Regions from separate parts of the Pan troglodytes genome. Here region 1 is linked to region 2. The links are chromatin contacts, called in public Hi-C maps. All regions are on one chromosome and are shown on one strand. Each heading gives the region's core, a stretch centred on a gene start, on an enhancer-like site or on the middle of the called end of the contact. The rest is flanking DNA. Distances are from core to core; before and after follow the strand shown.

Evidence for each region. Hi-C and Micro-C count contacts between places; a contact is called where the count stands out from the background.
Region 1: a contact with region 2 is called in a Hi-C map of induced pluripotent stem cells, with 2.3 times the contacts expected there. The contact joins the promoter of MAP7 here to the enhancer-like site in region 2. A contact is called at or near these places in 3 of 7 Hi-C or Micro-C datasets (induced pluripotent stem cells and stem cell-derived neural progenitor cells) and 1 of 1 datasets of contacts at active chromatin or transcription factors (stem cell-derived excitatory neurons).

Annotation. Positions count from the first base shown.
Region 1 is chr5:148,396,440-148,403,587 of NHGRI_mPanTro3-v2.0_pri, reverse strand. It overlaps MAP7 (microtubule associated protein 7), which reads left to right and starts at 4,101. Exons shown (of 18, transcript XM_009452071.5): 1 at 4,101-5,106. The coding sequence starts at 5,040.
Region 2 is chr5:148,195,771-148,203,089 of NHGRI_mPanTro3-v2.0_pri, reverse strand. The region is part of intron 16 of MAP7 (microtubule associated protein 7); the gene reads left to right. Among named protein-coding and RNA genes, the nearest start is that of BCLAF1, 56 kb to the right of the region's middle. Within about 2 kb of position 2,504, at least 4 of the 24 cell types and tissues checked have an H3K27ac peak or open chromatin away from gene starts, as enhancers often do. A contact at or near this core is called in induced pluripotent stem cells, where this site is marked.

The sequences.
Region 1 (7,148 bases), core at 2,852-5,351, 200 kb before region 2:
GAAGTGCTTCTTTTGACTGTATATAGGATCCAGCTACCCACCATAAACCAAATCTTCAAGGATACAATCTTTCCTTGGTACCTTCCTCTTACCCTGTCTTTGTGAGCAGATGATCCTCTGTCCCTACAGGGTTCTAACACACTCCCAGGCCAACATCATTAGCCATTTGTGAGAATTTTGGGTCTCAGGCACAAAAGAAGACAGTTCCATTATGGAAGACTCCATTATGGAAAGGTTTGCATTTGAAACGCTTTTAGGATCAATCTAGGCCAGTGATTCTCAACTCAGCTTCGCATTAAAATGACTTGGATGCTTTTTCAAAAATATTGATGCCATCACCTAGGGACAACTGAGTTGTTGTTGTTATTTGTTTTTTCTTGAGACAGAGTCTCTGTCACCCAGGCTAGAATGCAGCGGCACTGTCATAGCTCACTGCATTCTTGACCTCCTGGGCTCAAGTAGTCCTCCCACCTCAGCATCCCAAGTAGCTGGGACTACAGGCGTGCACCACCATGTCTGGCTAATTTTTAAATTTTTTGTAGAGACAAGGTCTTACTATGTTCAGCTCACTCTGGTCTCGAACTTTTAGGCTCAAGTGATCATCCTGCCTCAACCTCCCAAAGTGTTGGGATTACAGGCATGAGCCACTGTGTCCAGCCGGAAAACTGTTTTTACTGGTCTGGGGTTGGGCCCAGATACCCTTTTAAAAAATTAGTTTCACAGGTGTTTTAACATGATCAAGCTTCACCTCCTTATTTCAGGTAACAGCTAGAGAGGGAAATGGAGAGCCCCTTTCTATAGAGGGAACAGCAAGATGGTTAACGTTCATCATTTGTTTAGCGTAGCAGGAGGCTACACACCCAGGCCTGAAGCAAAACTGTAACTTGACTTGTGACCTGGAACAACTGAATTAGTTTCTCCAAGTCTCAGCTTCCTCATCTGTGAAATGGAGGAAATGATGTACCTTCCACATAGGTCTGCTATAAGATGTAAATAAGAAAATGGAGGCTGGGTGCAGTGGCTTGTGCATGTAATCCCAGCACTTTGGGAGGCCGAGGTGGGTGAATCACTTGAGGCCAGGAGTTCAAGATCAGCCTGGCCTACACAGCAAAACCCTGTCTCTACTAAAATTACAAAAACTAGCCAGGCATGGTGGCGCACGCCTATAATCCCATCTACTCGGGAGGCTGAGGTACGAGAATTGCTTGAACCCAGGAGGTGAATGTTGCAGTGAGCCGAGATCACGCCATTGCAATCCAGCCTGGGTGACAGAGCAAGACTCTGTCTCAAAAAGGAAAAGACAATGCAGGAGAGGTGCTCAGCACAATGCTTAGCATACAGTAAACACTGAGATATGCTTGCTATTGCCATCACTTATCCTTCATTCAAAAGTATTTATTAAATACTGGGTACTACATATTGTGGTGCACCAACAAGATACAGTTCTTTCCCCTGAAGTTTCTTGTCAAGGAATCAAGACAAAGCAGAAACAACAGTGGTGCAGTCAGTGCTATAGTTACATTTACTGTCAGAAGGGGTCAAGGAAAGCTTTCCAGAGGAGGGAAGGTGCAGAGCTGAGCCTGGAAAGATGGTTTGAAACAGAACAGTTAATGCAGGGGGGGTGGTGGTGGCAGTGTTATAAAAGAAACAAAACAGGAATTTGCTGGGAGAAGTAGATGTAATGTTTCCTTTTAACTGCATTTTGATCTCTTTCTCCTGTCATTGGATACTTGGTTTCGTTCATCCCTAGGCCACCACATAAAAAAGCTTGGCATTGAGGAATTATTAACCCATTTGAATGCCCACTGTGTGTGAGGCACAGTAGCAACACAAAAGATATATACCATGCCTACCAAGTTCAGAATGCAGGCAGTGCACATGATGTCATCAAGAACATCTGCAACTCGTGAGCAAATAAAATAACTGATAGTTCTAGACTTTATGGACACCCTGTAGAGAAGTAGAGGACAAAGACCCTACTACCAAAAATGTGCATCAGATTGAGAAGGCAAATTTGCAATAACTCATGCCTAGTCTATTTTAACAGCTGGACAAGTACCAAGCCCAGCAAGCCCTGGCCAGGTCCAAAGGACAGGCATGCTGGGAGCCAGGGCAGGAAGAACAGGCTTCATGGAGGAAGTAGACCTTAACCTGGGCCTCAGAGGGAAAGTATTATTAAATACATCAGGATGAAGGACATCACTTCGGGCAGAGCAGCTTCAAACACAAAGACTAGAAAGCAGGGATTTGGAAGGTGTTCTGGAGAATGAACAACTCCATGGGCTAGAAATATGAGTTACAGAGGTGAAAAGTGGAAATGGGTAGTAGAGAGCTCAGGGCCCAATTAGGGGGTGGTGATGGTGAGGAGGTGAAGTTAATATTTACTTATATAGGAACGGGGAATCTATTAAAGGTTTTTGAGCAAGGGAGAGATGTGTAAAGTGATTGTATATTGCAAGATTAATGTGGTTTGGAACATATTAAATTAACGGCAGGGTATCTTGATAGAATTGTGCAGGGACCATTCAGAATGTATTAGTGGAAGTCAGGAGTGAGGTTAAGGGTATATATTCTGGAGTTGGGAGTCACCGGGATCCGGGATGGAAGTAATAGTAAATGAGGGCGGTGAGACACAGTAAAGATAAAAAGCCTGTGGTTTACAATTAGGGGATGGTAAAAATATTGGAGGATTAGAAGGGAGGAAGAATCTGAGTCAACAAAGACGAAAGGACTGCTACAGAGGAAGGAGAAAAACCAAGCCAATGGTAGACCAAGAGCAAAGTGATTAGAGGATCAAGTGCTGCAGAAACTCGTCTAGGGGAATGATGGATTTAAAAATAAGTAATTTGATTTGTATACATAAGCAAGAAAAACTATTAATATATAGCTTTTTTTGAAAAATAACGGCACCAAAATCCACATTTGTTTTTATTACCTTTGGTGAACAAAACATACGACAATAGATTCTGGAGGGTGGGACGTTAAAGGAAGACATTTTCAGAATCAAAGAGTCTTAGCTGTGTTTATTGGGGTAGAGCCCTTGGGTGCAGAAACATTTAGGGATTCGGGAGAAAAAAGGGATGATGTTTGAAGGAGGCAGGAGGGAAGTGGACGGTGTCAGGAGGTTCAGCTCCTCCCCTGGAATGGGGAACCCTGAAGATTTGAAATGGATGTGGGAGCTCCAGACAGATGGCTTCCATGTTCCAAGTAAAGTACAACTTGAAGTACAACGTGATGGTGTTTGACATTTAACAGATGTCATCTGTTCTCTGCAGAGTCACTCAGCAGCCTCCCCTGTTGCAGACACCTCCTTAGGTTTGGAACACACTGTCTATACAGGGCCTAAGTGCAGGATTTTGGTGTGTTCCTTATTTCATTTATTTTTGTTTAACTTGTGGCAGATAAATACAGGTTATCAAAAGAATGGGACAATGAGTAAGCACACACCAAACTAAACAAAACAAAACAAATAGAAACATCACAAGTCTTGACTTTTTTTTTTTTTTTTTGGTCAAAGAAAGAACTCATTGGTTGATTTAAGTCGGTGGTAAATCAGAAAGTTGAAAATAAATCACCCTCCTTCTCCAGGGTTCTTCCGGATAGTTCAACTCTCTAAATTCAGCTGAGAGTATTTCTGATGCTCAAAGAAAAGTGTCTTAAACTCTGATGTTTTAATGTAGTAAAAAAAAAACACAAAAAGTCTTTGCTGAGGCCCAAGCTGAGGTCAAAAACTACCTCTAGCCATCTGGTGCTTTATTTTTATTGATTAGAAGTCTCTGATAAGACTGATTTGAATGTGATTTAGGAATATCACATTCTAAATGGTCAGTTTGCCTATTCCATTATAGAAATGACACTACGGGAAAATTCATCATCACAGACCACAGCAGAAGTGTTCTTTAGTTAAAGCTCTACCTAGTCATCCAGAAAGCCAGTAAGTAAACCAAATAAAAATAGTTCACTGGGCTCAGAGTGGCAAGTTTTGCATGCAAAGATCGTGAAAATTGTAACCCTAACAATAAATCCAATACTGTTCTCGACTCTCTTGTGTGTCCAGTGCTGCTGCAGTCCTTGGAAGGGTTTTAAACTGTTCAGAGCTTGCTGGTTATCTTCAGCCAAGCCAGAGTGTGGGAGTGCATTTTAGTGTAACCATGCGGAACTGGTCGCTCCTTGATTTTGTGCCGTATGTTTCCATTTGTGTAGGCTTTTTCCCCCCTCAGTATTTTGTTGCTTATCCTTTAGAGCGAAATTGGTTTTTCCTCGGCCAATAATCTGTTTCTTTAAAAAAAGAAAAATTCGTTACCTATTGCCTTTTTTTCTGGTCTTCCTGAGCAAGCCAGAAGTCAAAAGGTCGTTTACTAAACGGAAACCAAGAAAAAGAAAAGCCACATCAGCCGGCACAAGCCTCTCTAACTTGTGTGTCCTGAGGCTCATCAGATGCGAAGTCCTGGCGACAAGATAGGGTCGCCCGCAGTGGCTTCCTAAAGCGCAGATCCAGGCCGGCTCCCAGCGTGGAATCCGACCCATGTACTTCGCCTCTCCACGTGGCATCAGATGCTCTGCCGGCTGTCACCGTGAACTCCAGCCCTCGCGGAGCCGACACTGACCTGGCTGCTTCAGAGTTCGGAGGGAAATAGCGTCTCCGTACCCTCGCCCCACCTGGGCTGCTCCTCGGACCGCCGCTCGTCCCAGACTCCAGGAGGCGCCACCAGGCCTCGCTGACCCCGCTCCATATCTCCGGGAGCCCTCAGCTGGTCGGCCGCGGCGACCGGAAGCTCCGGACTGAGGTACTGGTTCCGCCCGCCGCTCTTCCAGCCGAGACTCGGCAGCGGCGGTCGGAGCGGCTGCCACGCCGCACCTGCCCGCGAGGGGGCGCGCCGGGCCCAGGCCGCAGCCGACTGCCGCGCTCTCTGCCCCCGCCCTCCGCCGTCCCCTGACTGCGCTCACCTGTCTGGGCCGCTGGCCTGGGAGGCGGGGGCCGGCGGGAGCCAAGCCGAGGAAAGGGCGGAGCGGCTCTCCGGGCGCGTCATCGGAGCACCATGGCGGAGCTAGGAGCTGGCGGCGACGGCCACAGGGGCGGCGACGGCGCAGTGCGAAGCGAAACAGGTGACCGCACCGCGGGGATAGTGGGGGTCCCGTCGGGCAGGGGACGGCGAGCGGGGCCGGCGGGCTGGCACCGAAATCACCCGGAGCCGGCAGCCCCCTCCCCGCCCGCGCGGCCGCGGCCCGGAACAACCGGCCCTGCGCGCCGCGCACCCTGCTCCGAGCGCGCCTTCCCCCGCCCTTCGCCGCCGCGCCTCGGCCAGCCCGGCTCGGCCCCGGCCGGGGTTGCGGCCGCCCTCGGGCGCTCCACCGCGACTTTCCCGCAACAGGTGGAGGCGAGCCGGGGGAGGAAACGGAGAGACCCCGGCCGCTGCCCTCCCCGCCGCGGGCTCGGGTCTAATTCAGTTGAATGGGAAATCGTATCCCCCAGACCAAACCAGTGGCCAGAGAGTCGTCGGCCAGGTGCGACTGGCAGGACGAGCAGTTTCTGGGCACCTCCTCCCGCCTCCCCTGGTCGCCCCGGGTGCCGGGGGCTCCTCGGCGGGGTCGGTGTGGGGCAGGACCGCGGGGTGAGCGGCCCGCCCCCCAATCTGGTGCCCGCAGTGGCGACGACCGTCGTCCGAGGAGACCGAGCTCGGGAGGGCCGGGGCCCAGTGCAGCACGGTGGGGGTTTGCGAGTGCGGGCTTGACGGGATCAGACTTTCGTTGACTTGTCGGAGTTCTCAGAGTTTTTTGTTTTTAGTCTGTGCAGGAGCCCAAAGGAGGATTGTTGGCTCTACAGCCCGGGATTTGGTGGTCAGGCCTCTGTGTTGAGGATACCCCTCCCCCCACAACCTCCAGGGGCACACTTAGGGACAGGGGATCATGTCCCCAAGACCAGCAGCAAGGCTTCCCAACCCCGCCTATCTCTCCATAGTATGAAGCCGATTTTTCTTCCTCGTGATTTTTTTTTCTCCAGAGGCTATCTTGCAAATCCGTCCCTCTCCACTGGTTCCCTCTTCTATTCTTGGCCAGTAAGCTGTTTCTATATCTTCCTACACTTGGGGATGGGGGCAGTGAGGCAGTTTCTTACTTTAAAAAGAAATTCAATTCTTAGACTCTCCAATTGCAAGCTGTTTTCCACTTCCATACGCTCACAATCGGAAGCATTTGTTTCCTAAATGTAAGAAGCACTGTCTCCCCACCATCAAGTATGCTTATTTTAACGTGAAAGGTCCAGAGAGCTCTGAAACAGTATTTGCAAATTATGTATCTGCTATTGCTAGGAAGAGGTTGGGTACGTAAAGTCTAATGATTTAATCCCTTCAGCCAAGATACCTGAGGTTAAGACTGACAAAGTATCTTGAACTTGTTTAAGTCATGCTCCTTCCTGTAGGGAGTTTGTCTTAATGTGTTTGCAAGATTGGTAGATCATTATTTTGTTTTGGGGTGGAGAAGAGATGCCTTTGTAATTGCTTTCGGGAATTTGATGAGCTAGACGCTGGGACGGGGCTCCCCCAAGTGAGGGCCCCGGGAGAGGAGCATCCTCATTTGTAAATATACGGCATGATTTTCGTGCCTAACCCTGACCCAGTAACTGCATGTGAAACAACATTGTTCTAGCGAGCTAAGTGTCAGTTTGTGCTCAAAAATAAACTTTCTAGAATCTGCACGTGAACAACTTGTTCAGACATAAGTGAACTGACTACAAACTGTAGCATATTCAGTGCCTGAGCATGTTAAGGAATAGGCCGTGCTTCCAACAATTAATATGCAAATCAACCATGTGCCTGTCAGTGTAATATTTTCTTTTATTAAAAAGGGAGTTAAATTGGCTGTTATCTCCTTCATAGAAAACATTTCTTCCACACTTTTGCCTAAAAACTTCATTTTCCAAAGGACATTTTTTATATATGGTCTTGAATAATTATACTTTATAATTTCACTGAAAACTTAATTCTGGCCCCGCATCTCTTTCCTATTTTTCTACCCCAAGATTACTATTAATGTTTTTAGTGTTCAGAAGCATTTGTGTCAGCAGGTGCCAAAGAAAGAAGGAAGGTGTAAATGTATTTTTTTGAATCTAGGTGGTAGTTATTTTGAGAGAACAAGTGAGATTGTTTGAA
Region 2 (7,319 bases), core at 1,255-3,754:
CTTTAAAGGAAATATATATGTATATATATCTACTATATATATTTTTATATATATCTACTATATATATATATTTCCTTTAAAGGAAATATATATTTATAGGAATTTAAAGGAATTTATATAAAGGAAATTTATTTTTATATATAGTAGATATATATTTCCTTTAAAGGAAATTTATATATATTTATAGGAATTTAAAGGAATTTATATAAAGGAAATTTATATATAGTAGATATATATATTTTTTATATATAGTAGATACATATTTTTATATATAGTAGATGTATATATTTTATATATATATATTATATATATATATATAGTAGATTCCCAGAGTTACTTGTATTATTTTTACAAATATAAATTTAGGTTTAAAATTTCTATAGCCCTTGTTCATTTATAAAGCCAAAACAGCAGATCACAAATTTACATAAATAATAAAACTACTTTCAACCTTCCCCCACAATGTTACCCTTCTATCCCTTGATTTCCATTTCTAGGGCACCCCCACTGACCAAGTCCGTGGATGTTTGCAGTAGCCACCTAAATGCTTTTGCCCCTCAAATACTAAATACCAGCTGGGCATGGTGGCTCACGCCTGTAATCCCAGCACTCTGGGAGGCCAAGGTGGGAAGATCACTTGAGTTCAGGAGTTTAAGACTAGCCTGGGGAACATGGTGAAACCCCTTTTCTAAAAAAATACAAAAATTAGCCAGGCATGGTGGCACACAACTGTAGTCCCAGCTACTTGGGGGGCTGAGGTGGGAAGATCACTAGAGCCCAGGAGGTCAAAGCTGCAGTGAGCCTTGATCAGAACTCTGCACTCCAACCTGAGTGACAGAGCGAGACCCTGTCTCAAAAAAATAAATAAAGCTGTAAAATCAAGAACAGTGAAATTATTGTGAAGAATGATGTTTTTCTGAAATTAAGTGGGTAATATACATATGGTACTGATTGATCCCTTTTGCATTAGGGATAACCATGATTCATTTCACTCACTGCTTCTCTCTGTTTGAACTGCTTTAAAACCCCTAACCTCTTTTTAATACAGAGTGCCATGATGATACTTGGCTTTTACATGGCACTAGCATATTTATTTAGCAGTTCAGCTGGTTCATGTCATTAGCCCTTGTCAAATAAGCTGGTGCTACCTGATATCAGTATGCTTTGAAATACACCTGAAAATGGAGCACTGAAATTATGTAGCAAAACTCAGCTTTGTGATAATCAGTCAGACAGATGATCAGACTGTACATTATTTTTTTAAGTTACCTGGGTGAAAACATAAATTTTTAAAAATCATGTAAAGAACAGGACCCCAGTTTGAGAAACAGTGCATTTCTGAATGACATTGACCTGTAGGAAATGTTTAATGTGATGTTAAGTTTGGTCCCCATTATATGACACACAGTTTGTGATATGTAGCCTAAGAAATTCTGCTTCCCTTAATTATTTTTAAATTTGTCGTCCTTGAATTCATCCAGATCGATCTTGAAACAATCTGTATTTTTGCCTTGTATTACCTCTTATAGCAACAAGTACAAGAAAAGAAGGGCATAAAGAAGTACTTTTATTTCTCTTATAGCTGCTCTTTGCAGTTTCAAGGTTAGGATCCATAGTTATCATAAACTAGGTTTTAGAGAATGTCATTGTTTGTAGTTTCCATACCCTTCATAGTTTTATGGGTCTTATTTCTATTCCCTGTCTACACTTATTTTATAAGCTGAATCCTCCTATTATGTTTACTGTATCAGTCGGGGTCTAATCAGAAGGAAAAAAACATAGATTTAAACCGGAGAAAATTTAAAGAATAACTATCATTAGGATTGGAGTAAATAGGATGGAGTAACTATGATTTTGGTTTGGCTTATAAGAAATAAAGAGAACTTGTGGGAATGATAGGGAAAAAAGGAAAAAAGAAAGAGAATTCTAAAGAATTTAGGGGCCTGGTGTGGTGGCTCACACCTGTGATCCCAGCCCTTTGAGAGGCTGAGGCAGGTGGATCACTTGAGCCCAGTTGGAGACCAGCCTGAGTAACATGGCAAAACCCCATCTCTACTAAAAATACAAAAAGTTAGCCAGGCCCAGTGGTGTACACCTATAGTCCCATCTATTCAGGAGGCTGAGGTGGGAGGATAGCGTGAGCTCAGGAGGTCGAGGCTGCAGTGAGCCTTGATCATGCCCCTGCACTCCACCCTGGGCAACAGAGTGGGACCCTGTTAAAAAAAAAAAAAAAACGAATAGCAGATACAAGGAGCAGTCACATACCCTAGTGTTGCACCCAAGAAGAAAGATCCCTTACCCTGCAGGTCTGTAATCCAGACCTTGTTAGAGAGGATATAACTGTTTATATTGGATGCCAGAGAAGTTGCTATGTTTTCTTGCCAGCAGAACTTGCCAGAGATCCACCCTCTAGAGTGCCTAGGAAAGCTGTTCACTGTCTCCCCAGAAGCACTCTACCATGAATCTGCCCCGTGGGGGTGCTGGTGGGAGGCTGCTGGCCACTGTGCACTGCAGGAGCCAGGCACTGGGAAAAGCACGTGTATGCTAAAGAAGCCTGCTGAGCAAGCACACACCAACCAGAAAGCAAAACTCTGCTGCAGTGTCTCTCCAGCAGTGGCAAAGGATAATTATTTAACAGGCCTGGATCCAGTTTCACAGAACAGGAATGATGGGTGAATTTGGAGCTGAGAGGCAGTAAATCAATAACTGACATATTTACCTTATCTCTAAAAGACTCCTTCTTCAGCTGTTTGAATATTTTATTCATATTTCTTCAGAGATTCTTCAGCATGAATATGGGGTTGAGGAAAAAGAGCTTCAGAACCAAAAGTTCCAGGCTGGATCCCTAGTTTTACCTTTGAGAAGTTCAGCAACTGTGGGGTTAACCTACTTAATTAAGCCTTAGTTTTCTCATCTGGACATGGAGATACTTTCCACACAAAGTATTGGGAGGTTCAGTGAAATGCTATCTGTGAAGGAGTTCCGAAAACTGTTGTACTATATGAATGTTACATATCATTATCTTTATCCTCCTTAAATGAATGCAGTGTCCAGAAAACACACAGTACACTAGGTGTAGCTGCAGTGTGATGTAAAATAATGCTTTTGGTTTGTTCCTGGTATCCCATCTTCTCCTGCCTAGCATTTTATTGGCTTTTTTTTGTTTTTTCGTTTTGTTTTTTTTTTTTACCAGCAAAACACAAGGAGTCAGTATCACCAAGGAACAGTTTGCAGTGATCCCAAGATGTCTTAACCTCCATTGTGACTGATCATTCACTGTCTTTTAAGGATAGCTCAGCTGACAGTTTTCTAAACCCACTGCTTTTACAGACTGCCTGCCTTGTCACTCATTTCATGATTTTCCCTGTTGTTCTCGAGGGGCTATTTTTATGACTTGCATTTCCAAGAATAAACATTATCTGCATACTTAAATTTTATCCTGCTTGTCTTCCGATTATTATAAAACTAACCCTAGCACTGATCCCTGGGGCTCTCTGCCACTTAAACTCTTCCATCTAGAGAAGGGCTTGCTTATTCCTGTCTTTATTTTGTTTTATTTTTATTTTATAAAACAGAGTCTTGCTCTGTCACCAAGCCTGGAGTGCAGTGGTACGAGCATGGCTCACTGCAGCCTCTACCTCCTGGCTCAAATGATCCTCCCACCCCAGCCTCCTGAGTAGCTGGGACTACAGGTGCGAGCCACCACACCCAGCTAATTTAAAACATATATATTTTTATAGAGATTAGGTCTCCCTGTGTTGCCCAGGCTAGTCTCAAACTCTTGGCCTCTGGCCTTAAGCAGTCATCCCACCTTGGCCTCCTGAAGTGTTGGGATTACAGGCGTGAGCCACCACACCCAGCCTATTCTTGTCTTTAAAATCCATCCCCAAAACAGCTTCCCATTCATGAATAAACATTCCCTTTGATGCAGTGGAAACTCAGGTTTTTAAACAGTTTTACATCTGAAATTCTGTTAAAAACTTTAAATGACAAATCACATCCATAAATATTTCCTTTCACTCCTAGTTTCAAATTAACCTTAAAATGCTTATAAAATCTTTGGTTTTCATCTCAGTGCATTATTTTTAGTGAGGCATTCCATGATCCTTGTGATCAGTCAGTATCTTTATTAAATACCCTACTTTGCACCTCAAGTAGAGTTATAGATCCCTCCAGCTTGCCCACTGTGAATTAAATCACTGATTAATGGAAATGCTCGGGGTCCCTGCCAAAGAACATGGTGTGCCTGATACTCCATGAAAATCCATCATGACAGATCATGCAAGTATAGTGGTAGAATTTATTTTTGCTAGAAAACTCCACTGCTCAGAATGACTATCTTTTCATTCATATTGAGAGAGAAGTATCACTTTTCCTAATGTCTTTAGTACCTAATATATTTGTAAATAAATGAATGCTGTGAACTAAATTACATTTGCTCCTCCCCACCTTGAGATATTTCAGCAAACTGTCTAGCAGCACCCCAGGAGGATGGCGACCCCCTAACATTACTTTTCCTAGCAGCTAGGACTGAGACCCTTTGTTATAGAGCAACTCTGTACCAGAAGTATCCTGAACCCTACTCCTCACCTTACTCCTGAGTGAGACGCCTGGCCCCTTTGCCCCAAAGCCATTTTTCTTGCCCATCTCTTTTCCCCCTGACAGGTTCCCCACTGACATTAGTTAGAATGGAAGAGGGTTTGAGTTATCACAATTCTGGCCAGATTTTAAAGGTGTACAGAAATATGTGAATATGCCAAGTGTGGTGGCTCACGCCTGTAATCCCAGCACTTTAGCAGGTCTAGGCAAGCAGATCACTTGAGCCCAGGAGTTCAAGACCAGCTAGCAACATGGCAAGATCCCGTCTCTACAAAAAATACAAAGATCAGCCGAGGGCAGTGGCATGCATCTGTAGTCCCAGATACGCGGGAGGCTGAGGCGGGAGGATCGCCTGAGCCCAGGGAATTGAAGCTGCAGTAAGCCGTGATTGCACCACTGCACTCCAGCTTGGGCAACAGAGTGAGACCCTGTCTCAAAGAAGTATATGAATATATATTAATAACATATATGGATTTTATAAAATTTTATAAATGAATATATACATTTTCCTATGTAAGATATATGATGTTTATAAAATACTTGAAATATATCTTTATGAAATATATGAGTATTATATATGCCCTTGAGCTGATCATTCTTACTCAAAAGCCATGTTTGGTTCTTAAGAGAGAGTACTTGTGGAGGGATGCTCCACAAGAATTGAGGAAAATATTTGTTCATGGATAGGAAACTTGCTTTGGAACAGGAAACAAAGGATACGGATCCATATGAATACAAGTCGGGGAGGACAGGGGTGAATATCAGAATGGGAACAGAGGAAGTTATCTGCAGTTTCTCAGGTCATTCTGAGATGTTCTTCTACCCCCAGCTGAGAATCTCTAGTCCAGAGGCTAAGAAGCTCTGCTGCCTATACAGCTACTGCCTTACCCTCCTAATACTCCAGAAGACATTTCATGTTTGTTCATAGCCGTAGGGGAGCTGTCTTTTCGTAGAATGTTCGTCTTTTTTTTAAAATAAGAAGTTTTTGGTAATTTTGGTGTTTGACCCATTCATTTTCCCTCCAAATCTTGAGTTCATCATTGCTCTTAGTTTGGCCTGAAGGAAAAGTAACATTCCCAGGCCCCTATTGTTCACAAGGAAGAGATATATCCCTTTTAATTTAAAAGTTACTTGTTTTAACATAATTAATAAATATCAAGAGAAAATAAGGTTCTGGCTTCCATAAGCTGTGTGGACTGCAGATTCTTGGCAAGGTCCCAACCCCTCCCTGTACACATTTTGGACTGGAGCAAAGCGTGCAGTCTTCAAAAGTCTTACATCAGTCTTCAAACTTCAGAAGGTAACTGAAGGCAGGGAATTCAGAAGCTGGTGCTCTTATTCTGAGTGGATACACGGATCCATACTCCTTAACCCCAGTACTTCAGTTTCAGTTTTATAGTTTCTACCAGTCCCGATGTCCCCTGAACATTTCATGACTTGTCATCCAATGCATATAGCACAATTATCCCTCTGATTGCCAGCAGTTAGAATGGGCAGGTGGAGGGGAAATGAAATCTGATACTGGCTCAAGTCTGGGGTTAGCCATTGCCATTATGACTTGTTAGCACATGCAGGCCTGGAAGGTGACAGGTTAAGGTTGCCAAGGAAAGGGGGCTCTGGAGATACGTTCCTGTTCTTTATCCTTTGCCAGGACTTCTACTTAAATTCTCTCTGTATTAAGAACCAAAATTGTTTCCCTAGTTACAGAAAGGCTGTTGGTGTTAGGCAAGAACAGGAAGATGGGTGTGGCAGCCCAGGCACTTAGAACAGTAGGTGTTAGGCATGTGTGTGCACATGTGACTTGGGGGGGGTGCATGTGCACATGTGTGTGACTGTACTCTTGTGGAGACTTATAATGCCTAGTGGCATTCCCTTCCCTTCTTAGTAAAATAGCAGAAAAGCATCATCACACTGTATAATATTTCTGTATAATATTTTAGATTATTTTACAAATAATGTTTTCAGTGTATTCTGCAATGCCTTGTGAGACACTTAGGACAGGCATCTTCATTTTTTCCGTAAAAAAAGAAGGTTTAATAATTTTAAAAATACACAAATATTCAAATCAGAAATGCTTTAGAATGTGTTCCAAAGTCAATACTTCTCACTCAGTAGAGAAAGTAAACTATTTTGACTGGGCGCGGTGGCTCATGGCTGTAATCCCAGCACTTTGGGAGGCCGATGGGGGCAGATCACTTGAGGCCAGGAGTTCGAGACCATCCTGGCCAACACGAAGAAACCCTGTCTCTACTAAAAATACAAAAATTAGCTAGGCATAGTGGCTTGCCCCTGTAGTCCCAGCTATTTGGGAGGCTGAGACTCAGGAACCACTTTAACCCAGGAGGCAGAAGTTGGAGTGAGCTGAGACTGTACCACTGCACTCCAGCCTGGGCAACAGAGTGAGACCCTTCTCAAAAAAGGAAAAAGAAAGTAAACTATTTATTCAATCAGGCAAAAAAAGCAAAGTCTTAAAAAGCAGTAGAAAGGTTGGATTTACATTAGCATCGTTTTCCAATTTGAGAAGACAAACTGACCTGCTAACAATGTTCAAGCAGTTGGTATTACTGAGACTAAGGTTAATTTGTTGAGCATTGAACAAGTTATGAAGCTTGCACACATATGTATATGCTGCAATGAAATAAAATGAATGGTAAAATTAGTTTAGCACTCATTTGATGCATAGGCATTATTTGGCTACATTGTAAAGCATAATAATGAGC